2 separate regions of the Mus musculus genome follow, and region 2 is linked to region 1. A link is a contact called in public targeted proximity ligation data. All regions are on one chromosome and are shown on one strand. The core of a region is the stretch at or near the end of the contact, and the rest is flanking DNA. Distances in the headings are between cores, read along the strand shown.

The links.
Region 2: a targeted proximity ligation map of kidney shows a contact between it and region 1, with 4 times the contacts expected there. A contact is called at or near these places in 14 of 130 datasets of targeted methods (the 230-238 cell line, the NIH/3T3 cell line, T-cell acute lymphoblastic leukemia and 11 more) and 3 of 9 other capture datasets (embryonic stem cells, liver and macrophages).

Annotation. Positions count from the first base shown.
Region 1 is chr19:26,751,456-26,757,300 of GRCm38.p6, forward strand. Smarca2 (SWI/SNF related, matrix associated, actin dependent regulator of chromatin, subfamily a, member 2) reads left to right here. Exons shown (of 33, transcript NM_011416.2): 28 at 369-586. Among named protein-coding and RNA genes, the nearest start is that of Gm46648, 69 kb to the right of the region's middle.
Region 2 is chr19:27,394,267-27,400,111 of GRCm38.p6, forward strand. Pum3 (pumilio RNA-binding family member 3) reads right to left here. Exons shown (of 18, transcript NM_177474.5): 14 at 5,413-5,555; 15 at 4,616-4,838; 16 at 2,029-2,116; 17 at 1-62. Among named protein-coding and RNA genes, the nearest start is that of Pum3, 33 kb to the right of the region's middle.

The DNA.
Region 1 (5,845 bases), core at 1,811-4,310:
CAGTAATGACATCTTTAGAGTATTTTGCTTATACTAAGATACATTTTATGTGCATTCAGTCATTTTCAAGCACTTGAATGTATCGATGCTTTAATGTCCGTCACCTGTTTATTATCAGTGCTTTCGGCCTTACAGAATAGACTGAGGTTAAAGGTGAATTTCATCCAATATGGTGGTGCCTTTTTCTTTCTCCTTCGTTGATGACTGTTAGCTTTTAGTTTTACTTTGCTAGTTCCATTTTATTTTGATTATTCTAATTATTCAAGCTATATGTAGCTATACCCCTTATTGTAAAGGTCTGGATATGTTTGCCTTGGTTATTTTCCTTACTTGGATTTTTTCTTTCCTCCTTTCTTTCCTGTTTACAGGCCATCGAAGACGGCAATTTGGAAGAAATGGAAGAGGAGGTACGGCTTAAGAAGAGAAAAAGACGAAGAAATGTGGATAAAGACCCCGTGAAGGAAGATGTGGAAAAAGCGAAGAAAAGAAGAGGCCGCCCTCCGGCTGAGAAGTTGTCACCAAATCCCCCAAAACTAACGAAGCAGATGAACGCCATCATTGATACTGTGATAAACTACAAAGACAGGTGAGCCCCTGGCTCCTTCCTCTCCAGCAAGTCCTTGAGCGGTTAGGACTTGAGAGGATGTGCACTTGGGTTACGTCATGGCCTTCTTTCTAATTTGCATTCTATAGCCTTGTCTTGGAAGGTACAAGCTGCCTCCTAGGTTGTGAAACGGCCGTGATTGTGATTGTTATTTTGTATGACGGTTCCCGGTGTGTTGTCTAAGATGGTGGGAAGTGAGATTCGATGACTTTTTAAAGACGCCTATTCCAGAAAAGGATTCTTCAGGAGCTCTGAGGAGAGAGGTGTTGGGACGATGGGATGAAATTATTTATTATTGTTTATTATTATTATTACTATTAGAGGTTGACTTGTCAGAAGGAAGGAACTGCAGTCATATTTAAGCTAAATCTTTTATGTGCAGGACCCTGTTCAAAACCAGATCCCTCCACAAAATTGTCGGGCTTCCCTCCTCCTAATACTTGGGAGTGTTGAGCCTTTCTATCAGCTGTGGTCTCTCTTACATCACCGCTATATGTATTCAGCGTGATATTTCAGCAAATTCACCCCCTTTCTCGTGGGCTTTTTCGGTGTGACCAATAAGGAGGCGGTGCTGCACACAGACAAGATCGCTTTAAATAAACGGATGAGTATTTGGAAACTGAGGCCAAGACGCTTGAGTTTCTCAGTCAATGCTCTACTGCTTAGCTAGTCTGATTGCATTGGAGATGGTTGACTTGGGGTTTCCTGCTTTGATTTCCCCTTGATGCAATGCGGTTTGCATTTGATGCAATGTTATTTTGCTTTGGAAGCCATCTCTTGTTTCCATGGAAAGCAGATAGGAAACAGATATTTCTGCTGTCTGAGTTGCGTGATCATAGAGGTCAGCTGTCAGAGTTGCGTGGTCATAGAGACCAGCTGTTAGAGACGGTGCCTTAGCCCCGGGAACTCCTGTTGTCCTGTCCGACGCTGAACTAACTGAAAGTGGGCAGCTACATTGCTTGCGACTTGGGTTTTTCCTCCTAGCTTTGACGTATTACATGGCAGGCAGGGAGGAATTGTTCGAAAGATTAAGTGGCAGGAAAAGTAGAAACTTTCCACCAGGAATTTCTCTCTTAAGCCTTTCTAGCTCGTGTGATATTTTCCAAACCAGTAAAGGGGACAGGAGGAGAAAGGTTCATTGAGCGGTCAGAATTTCTTGTGTCTCCTGACTCATCAAGACTTGTAACTCCAGTCCTCACTAGCTTCGTTATTTTCTTTTTGAAAGAAAGAAAGAAAGAAAGAAAGAAAGAAAGAAAGAAAGAAAGAAAGAAAGAAAGGAAGCAAGCAAGCAAGCACACTTCTTTTAAATACTGTCAAGTGGCCACCAAAGGCACCCCACCTCCTCCTCCTGAGTGTGGATTGGCCTCTCAGTGACACTCCACAGAGGGCAAACTCAACCCAAACCCCAAGTCCACTCTTGGTCTGGAGTAAGCGTGAGAATTTTTTTTTTTCAAACCAAGAGTTAGTAACTGCAGTTTCTAGTCACCCCGACTTCCTCCTCCACCTGTTGCCTTCCCACAGGGGGAAGCTGAATCATTACACCCCACATCAGCCTCTGGTGCGAGGAAATTGACTCTGCTCTACCTCTGACTTTTTTGGTTTTGCCTTTGTGTCAGGAGAGCACACCATCTGTTTCTCTGACCAGGTGTGCCCTGGTCTTTGGCAGGCCTTTGATGATCACATCCATCGCTTGCTGATTCAATCTGGGTTTGCTGGAACACCGGAGTGGGGCTGAGTGAGCCTGTGGGGACTTAAAAGGCGGGAGGGGGTGTCTTTGAATAGTGGCTGTCATTTCAGCTTCCTTAATCAGCGGAAGGGTCAGCATCTCGTGGGTCTCATGTTACCAGTAGATTGTTTTATTTGGCTTTACAGTATTTGTGTGTGTGTGTGTGTGTGTGTGTGTGTGTGTGAGAGAGAGAGAGAGAGAGAGAGAGAGAGAGAGAGAGAGATGTTTCTATTTCTTGACTCCCCCCCTTTAGAAAAACTTAAAAATCTGGCAGGTTTCTGCCTGAGTTTCCCCCAGCGGGAGCTCCACAGGAGGGCGGAAATGGCTGCTCTCTTTACCTGACACCTCACAGGTGGTCTCAGCTGTTGCCTTCCCTACCACCAATATGGAGTATGAGTTGCTGGCTGTTGACCGACTTCAGGTGGCTTGTGTACATCGCCTACTGGCTGCATTTGTATCAACCTGGTGAACAAAACCACAACAGACGCCCTCAGAGCCCATTCCCAAGTGTGCCTGGGGAGGCAGAGCCTAGGGGCTCAGGGCACAAGCTCTTCCTAGTCTAGCCTCAGCGGCTTACATTTGAATCTGGTGTTCACTTACCTGCCTGACCCTCAGTTTCCCAGTGCACACAGTGGAATAATTCCTGCTCCCCACCCCCAACCCCCCAGCCTGTGGAATTGTTGTCCTAAGCAATTAATATAACCCCAGATTCTTTAAATAGTTTAATGATTAATAGTCCAACTTTGAGACTGTTTACAGTTCATCCAGCAGGTGAAGGGACCTCTGAAGAGAGTGTCCTTGCCGATGCCGGTTTCCATGGTTTTCATTCCAGAAACAGAAAATGCAGTTTCACCGGAACTGACTAGTGAGCATGTCTCTAGTTGTACTGTAGGCAAGGGCTATTTAAATATTTCAGCACCCAGGTATCGAGTGGCTCTTCCTCTTCCTGGCTTGCTTGCTTTCTTTGCTTATTGAGTTCTCCTTAAAAAGCTCCCTCTTAAGACTCTGACTCTCCCTGTGTTTTTAGGTACTTTCTGGAGAGATCATGTGCTGAACCTCGTACCGCTGCATGCTTCATGTATATTTCATGTTAGTGGTCCTCTAGAAAAAGCAATGGACTCTATTTATATTTTGTATTTCTCTTACCAAACTTGGTTCTCAAGTAGGAGGTGCTCAAATTAGGAGGGCCTTAATTAGATACAGTGTTGTATTTTTGGTTCATTTTAGAGAAAAAAAAAAGCTACTGGAAGGATGTACATCTTGCTGTGTTGAGGTTCCTCCAGCATTAGCGTCAGTTATTAATACAGTAACTCAGCCTACTTAAAGAAGGAGGGCCACCTGTACGAAACCCCATCTAACATGCCCGTCCAGTGTTAGTCGGGTTCCAATGGCTGTGTAGCTGAAGAGTAGATTAAGTCAGACCTCCATCTCTACTTAACAGATAGATAAGAAGAATAAGCCCTCAGGAGCAGTTGTTTAAAAATCCTTGCACGATTCGGGGACAGATGTGGCTTGATATTTCCATAAAGACTTAAGATAATTTGTGTATATTTACTGCTTTATATTTTAAAGCATGATACGGTTTTAAAATGTGACCCGGAAGAGCCGATCACATTGTGTGATTCACGAACCAATGGCTATTAGGCAGTACAGGACTACGGCTACTAGTTCCTACCATGTTATTTGTCCCAGATAGAAAACTTTATCTCAAGCCATACTTTGTTTTGACTTCGTGGACATGTTTTGTTCTCTGCTTGTTTTGAAGGCTGTTAACCACCCTCTCACCTTCTATAATATTTAACCCGAGGCACTCCGTTTCTTTGTAAAGGATTCCTCCTCTGTTGCACCTGTACTCTTTAAAATCGCCATGAGATGCCATGGGGAATAGGTGGAGACCTACCCTGCAAGTCTTCTAGGTCTCAGGAAAAGGTTCCTAGAGACAGCCTTAAAGGCAGAGGTTCTGGGCTTTGGCTCTGCCTGGTGTGGTGTCCTGTGACTCAGGTGCAGCAGCAGCCCTGGTGACAGAAAGTCCTCCAGCCTGTGGATGTGGATCCCACATTAGGGCATGGTTTCTGGAGGAACTTCTTGACGCTGCAAGACTGTCTTCGATATGGTTGTTCTTTCCCACATTGAAATCCTTTCCACTGATTTTTAGCTAGTCTACAAACTAGTCAGAGAATGAATCCAGTCTTGTTTCAAGAGATGTCCTTTGAAAATAGTTCTAAATGGGCATCCCCAGCCCAGGGCCACCTTCTTCAGGTAGAAACATCCCCCTTTGTTCTCTGAGTGACACTTAGACCCTCCCCGGGCATATTCTGCTCTTGTACTGCCCATTTGAACCTTGCCCACAAGAATTCCCGCTGTGCTCCAATGGTATGAGGTAGTTCAGTTGTTTGATCTGGACACCAGAGCTTTGTGCACGTGGCTCAAGGGTCACTTTGCTTTCTCTGGCATCTTTGACACAGAGCCAGCTGATGTTGGACACATGACATAAACCATAAGTATCTTTTCTCAAAAACTGCCAAGTGTAGACTTAAGCTAAGTAAGCTTTACTGTTTGAGCATCCTACACGGAAGTTCCCCGACTCCATGCAGCCCCGTCTCACAGTGTTCGTTCTCACCGTTGCTCTTACTTGTTTCTTAGTCTTTAAACAAGTATGTGCTTATCTTCCTGGAGTTTCTCGAAGCCCAAGATGTGTCGGAAACTATTGCTGGAATGTTTTTAAAGGAACCAGGACAGGGTTCTGTGACATGCCCTGGGAATCGGCTCAGGTTGACACGAATCTGTTGAGACCAGTAGTCCTTGAGGTTGGTTCTGTGTTGTTGAACTTCCAGGGCCTAGCCCTGATGTCGTCTGCGTTCATCTGTCCCTTCTCAAGGTTATCAAGAAAGACTAAAACCAACTACACTGTGTTTGTAGCCCTTTCCCATCTATCAACCTAGAAACCCTGCTGAACAACTGAACCGAGGTTGGCCTGCCTGCCTGCCATGGCTTTTTCAGGGACACCCCCTGCTAGTCCTTAATGATGTTATTTATCTTTGCTAAGTAGCCCCCCAGCCTCTGGGCAATTTAGTCTAAGTTCTCAACAAGTGTCAAAATGAAGCCTAACAGCATTGAGTTTCATCTCTCATTTCAAAACAGGGCCCTTTGCTACTCTCTAGCCTCTGCCTCCATTTCTTCTGTCTGATTTCCTTCGCACTGTTGGCAGAAGCAATCTACACTTTTTCAGGGTGTAATTAGTTTACCACTGGTCATCTGAACTCATTTGAAGCACCTTGATATGTTCTTTTTTTTTTAAAAAAAAAAAGAAAAGAATTAACTCTCCTATCAGGAGCTTCTCCTGTGTTTATTATACCTTGCTTTTCAAATCTCTGTCCTCCTTCCTAAAGAATTTGGAAATGGTGGCACATGACGTGCACAAATGTTAACCAGCAGCAGGATGCCGAGGCACGAGGATATCCAGTTTGAGGGCAGGCTGGGCAACATGATGAGATCCTGTTTCAAAAAACAAACAA
Region 2 (5,845 bases), core at 1,960-4,459, 640 kb after region 1:
GCTGGCCCAGGACTTGAGGTTCTTCATACCAACACGCTCTACAAGGGTTTTTGCAAAACAACCTGCAAAGTAGACTGATACTTAGTGGGCGCCACATGCATATCCCCTTAAGTTAATATAAACACTAAAATTCTAGTATAGATCGAGCACTGTGTTAATAAAGCCAAGTTTCTTAACTCTGATGCAACTTCTAAACTATCTTTTAGCAATAATTACCCAAGAAAAACAAATTATTTTTAAAAAGCTTATTTGATCACATCTGTACTTTTGTAATATTTAATGATTTAACCTTGACCAGCAAGTAAATGTTTGACAATATCACTTTACCTGTAGCCAAAATTAGTTCCTACAGAAAAAAAAAATTAACTAGAAGGGACCAGTAACATGGCTAGTGACTAAAGAATGAACATTTTGGCTTACTCGTGGCAATTTCTTTCTACAATGATTTCGTAGCCACCATAGCCTGTTGTCCCAGCTCTGGAGGCTGAGGCAAGAAGACTGCCATGGGTTTCAGGCTATGTGATTCCTCCATCCCAAACACCGTTCATCTGTAACTCTCTTTCCAAGGCCTTAGCCTGTTGTTCCCTGTACCCTCTAGGTGCAGCTCATTCTCAGCCAGTGACTGGGGTTTGGGAAGGAAAGGGTGACCTATGCTGATGGCAACAATCTCACGTAGGTACTGTGTACATATAATAATTCAAAGACACGCATGGAGCACACTTAGCTCTTGTGGTAAACAAGGACAGCTAGTGAGGCTGTTTGCTTTCCAAAGGTGATAAAAACAACATGTTCTCCATGGTGTGCATTTCTAGATGCTGCCAGTCCCCCATTAAGGGTAGAATCTAAGTCTTCTGTTGAATCTGGGTGGTCTCATTGCCTGGACCAACAGAACAGGGTAGAAGTGAGATGAGATGACATCTAAGGACTAATCCTGAGGCCTAAGCATACGTGGGCTGTTTCCTTGGGACGCTCAATCTAAGCACCAACACCCGGGGCTGAGGACCTCAACTCAGACTCCTAGAAACTATGTATGGCTGGAGCTTGTTATTATTATATACCTAATATTCCCAGGTGGGATGAGATGTGGAAACAGGGCCCCTAGGAGCACAGGGGCCAGCTAGCCCAGCATATGGAGTGACAGATCACAAAAGACAAGCTCTGTCTCAAACAAGGTACACTGACAACTGAAGCTGTCCTCTGCACTCTACACATGTGCCACGACATGCTATGTCCATAGTCATACACATACATGCCATAAATAAAAGAATAAAAATAAATAAAAAACAATTAACCACCATGATGTGTGCAGGCCCAAGCAGTCTAGGACGAGGAAGTGCGGCTAACACTGGCGGCCCTGTGGTAGGATGAGGAAGTGCAGCTAACACTGGCAGCCCTGTGGCTGGGCCAGCAACACTGTGTAAACTCCAGTGCCCAACAAGGAGCCTTGAGAGGTAGGGAGAAACAAGCTCCACTAAAGCCGAAATCCTGCTCAGTGAACCACTAAGCCGAGGGAGCTTGTCACACAGCAATACATAACCCGGATAACAGACACTTATTCGTGCTTGAAACAACAACCACTCCAAGCCCACCAGCCATGGTTTAGGGCTTTTGGTGTCTTAATTATAAAAAAATCATTAGAAAAATGTTTGGAAATTGGTAACTTGTCAAACTCACCTAAACAGAGCATCAATGTTTCCAATAATGAAATTGCGGCAGAAACCAGTCCCAGGTCTTTATGTGACAGTACCACCCTCCGCCCTCCACTGGAAACTGTCTCCAAAAACAAATCCATGACCTCAGCTCAAAGCTTTTCCAGCCACCGTAACAGCTCATGGTATTTGCATGGTAGGCAAGCAGTCTACTAGTGAGCTGTAGCCAGCCCTTGACATTTAATCATTACTTACTTATTCACAGGCACGATTTCCACATACTTGGCAAATAGTACCTGAACCTAAATGGTCAGTATAAAGTCAAGGAATGCAAAAACTCCATGTAACACACACACAAAAGATAAGCTGCACAGCCTACCTTCCTTTCCGCTTTCTTTCATCTTTTTATCTTGCTCTAGTAACCATTTGAGAACCAGATGTCCTGCAGGATGCTCAGCAACATGAAGCTACAAGAGAACCCGACACGTTATTGCAGAAGCTAGTAAATATCTCTGGTCCCTGAGCCTATCTTTACCCCACGTGTAGACACAGATGTGGTTACGTTTCAGTTTTAAGAAATCTTAACCCAGGATGCCCATCATATACCTAGGGTGCAACAAGCAGCAAAGTAGAAGATCATAGCCCCTACAAGGTAGTGCAGAAATTAGTTTGTTTGAATAGCAACATACAATGCTCATCTAAAAAATCAGGTAATCTGTCCACTCTTCCCATGGCAACATTGTTCTAAGATACAAAGAAATCTCTGGGGAGAATGCTACATGGCGTTTAAATATTATTCTCTACAGTGACCTAATCAGCAGGCCAAGAAAACATTCTGCAGCTTGCTTGCTGGCCCTACCAACTGTTCCCACAGTAACAGTGGTCTCCCTTCATTTAGGATGAGAACCAATGAGCACTATTTCCATAGAGAGCAGTATTTCATCACATTCATCTGTCTGCTCCAGGAAGGCAGGGGTCTGAGCTTCAGCTGACAGTCCACTTGTCTCTTCCAATCCACGTTGTCAAAAGCATGCCACATGTCAGACATCAGACACTCAATACCAGAATCAAGTGCGGGTGGGGATTAACACTGCTGAGTGCCAGACTAGACCCATGGCTAAAGGGAATTAGACATGGAATGAATAACTGTGCTGTGAAAAAGATTCTAACTACTTACTCAACAGGTAGCCCCAACTTGTTTCCTCTAAAGGCTCCACTGTGGTCTCCGGGGCTACATCCTCAAGGCTTTAAGTAACCCTCGCCATCCAGTCACTCTTGCTAGACTGGTGTGGACGCAGGTGTGCCTCAGACCAATTTTCGCTAATGACATGGCAGGAAAGCCTGGCTAGAGATGGTCTTCCCTGACAAGAAAAGGCCTCCTTGCTCTTGCTTTCCTTCCTGCCTGAGAGCCTGATGTGAGCAAGTGCTGCGGCTATGGAAGCTGGCCTGAACTAGAACACACAGGGAAAGAGGGCAGGGCAAAGGAGCCCAACAGGGGAGGCTGACTGCCCTGTGCAGCACACAGCCTTTGTACTGTGACGACTCAGTGCTGCTACCACAAGGCATTCCATTATGTGTAGTTTACTGTCACCAGAACTACATCACTAGTTTAAAGTCCCTTGGACGGAACTAAAATGCAGCTGTTAGCATTCAGCTAACATAAAGGTGTGCATAAAAGTGACACGTACACTTCTGTCCAATGGATTCCAAACTCGAAGGGCAGGGACTGTCATTTCATCTATCGAGTATCTCTTTAAGCATTCCTGACAGATTTATTGCCTTTTCGATTAATGAATGAAAGGCTTAACTTGAACAGCTTATTTTATATCCTTGAGCAATGCCAGCGATCATAATGAAAGGCTATTCTATTTAGCACATAAAGGCTTTTGTGAGACTAACTGACAGTAGAGGTCAAAGATCCAAATAAATAAATAAATAAAATAAAATAAAATTGGTGGTTGCCTGTAACCAGCTGCTAGTTCAGAGCTCCCGGGTCTTACAAGGCAGCACAGGACAAAGGCAGTCCGATCGATCGGCGGCCCCTGCCTTCTGCTTGTGGCCGGCTGATTTGCAAACACGAGTCTTGAGCTCCCAATGCTCCCCTCCTCAGAGCTGCGGTATGGCTCCCTGCAGCCCACGCTCTTCTCCACCATTCTTGACTGAGCTGCTAACCCTTCAGGGCCCAGTGTAGCCTTTTCCAATTCCAGGAAGGCTACCTGGGGACATGCTGTTCTTATACAACCCCTTAGAATCCACAGTTGTCCTTCAGTTTTTGTTTCTATGTTAACTTAAATAATTACTTTCCTTAAATTGCATGTCTTCCGAAAGCTTTGGGGTGCAGCAGAGGACGGTGTTGCCTGCGGTACAGCACTAACAAGGCACACACAATCAGTGAACTTCAGATGCAACGTAGAATCACACCATGCCCATGTAACTACAAACAAGAAGGAACAACTGTTCTGTCTGAGACAGCCTCACCCAGCTCAGTCAGGCCCTCCACTTCATGTGTAGGAGAATGACCTTGAACTCCTATTTCTCCTACCTCAATCTCTCAAGTCTAAAGCCTAGGTTTGTGGTTATGCACCCGGCTGAGTGAGTCTTTTTTAATGAGTCAAACAAAATTAGGGAAGACTTCAAGGAGAACTATGGGCACTGGAATGCATTAGGCTTTGAATGGATGGAGCACAGGACAAACAGCACTTCACACCACAGGAAGCAGCTGCCACAGCAAGCATGGACTACTCTGGAAAGGTAGTGAAGGGGCAATCACAGATAACCATAAGTCATAGCACATGTCTGTAGGCACTACAGGATCTCTGCATTCTGGGGAAGACAAGTGCTACCACCGGCACTCTGAGTTACCGTTTTTAAATGTACTACTGGCATGACTGTTGACCCTCTGCAGAATCCACATCTGGAGATACTATAGGCCCTGGGGCTCTCCTACTATAATCACAGTACATCACCTCTCCGTCCTTGCCACCAGGATGCAGTTCTGCTGCTGCCAAACTGGCGATGGCATCCATAGCAGGCTGAACATCTCCAGTAGCAGATCCCAGCATGTCAGACACCAGCACACATGCAGACTTATCCAGCACCACCTCTTGAGTGTGTCCTTGCAGGTAGCTCAGCAAAGCTGGAGAGATGGACTCCAAGAGCTCACGCCGGCGGATTGCAGTGTCCTTCTTGCTGTCGGAATATGTTGAGTGAGGTGGTAAGCTAAGTGACCAGTCTTGTTATCACAAACCTCCAGGAGCTTATCATAACCCAGGGCACTATCTCCTGTAACTGTCAGTCCTGCCGAGCATGTGGACAGTGAGTGAGTCAAGGGCAGACTAGGTGTCATCTTTCCATCCCCAGGATCTGAACACTATCTGGCATGGAGCAAGACTTCAATAAAGGAAGCTGCTTTCTACACCACAGTCACAAACGAGTAACCAACCATTCCCAATCCTGCCAATCTTCAACCAAGTAGTGGCAAGTCATCATGTGAGACAGGACGTGTTCAGAGTACTTTATAGATGCTCTCAGGACATTTAAGTATAAGATACTGACAACTCTGAAAGTAAAGTAAAACAAAAAGCAAACTATTCACTTGAATGCCTACTGTGTGCCAGGTTCAGCTGTGTTCTTTCAGCCAGATACTGCCATTTCCTTCAAAGTAAGCTCTTGAGACTATGGAATTCACTAAGAAGTCTTAGGGAAATGGAGGGAGAGAGGGAGGCATCTAGAGGATTTCTTGGAGTCATGAGCTGGCCTTCACCTGTGCGCGTTGCCATCACCCTTCTGCAGAAGCTCGATGAGCTCGGGCACCGTGTGGGCGGGGTCTCTGGGGCTCATCAAGTACAAGAGGACTTTCCTTCCGTATTTGTCATTAACTATGCTGGGCAAGGAACTGATGATTTCCTAGATAATGGAAACAAAAACGTCCACTGTTTATTATATTCCCAGAGTTCCGCTGAGATTTGATGGGGATGAAGAACACACCCTGGGTATTTTCCTCACTCCACTCACATCACTTGTGACGTCAATTCTGACATGTCTTATCAAAGCACAAAGAATTACTTTCAGAACTGTTCATTCTCTGCTGTGGTGGCCATTATTGAACAATCTGTTTGAACTAACTGATCAAACCCAAGGACTTTTTAAAGTTAGAAGAGCTACCTCCACTCATTGTGAGTATGGGTCAGGCCGCT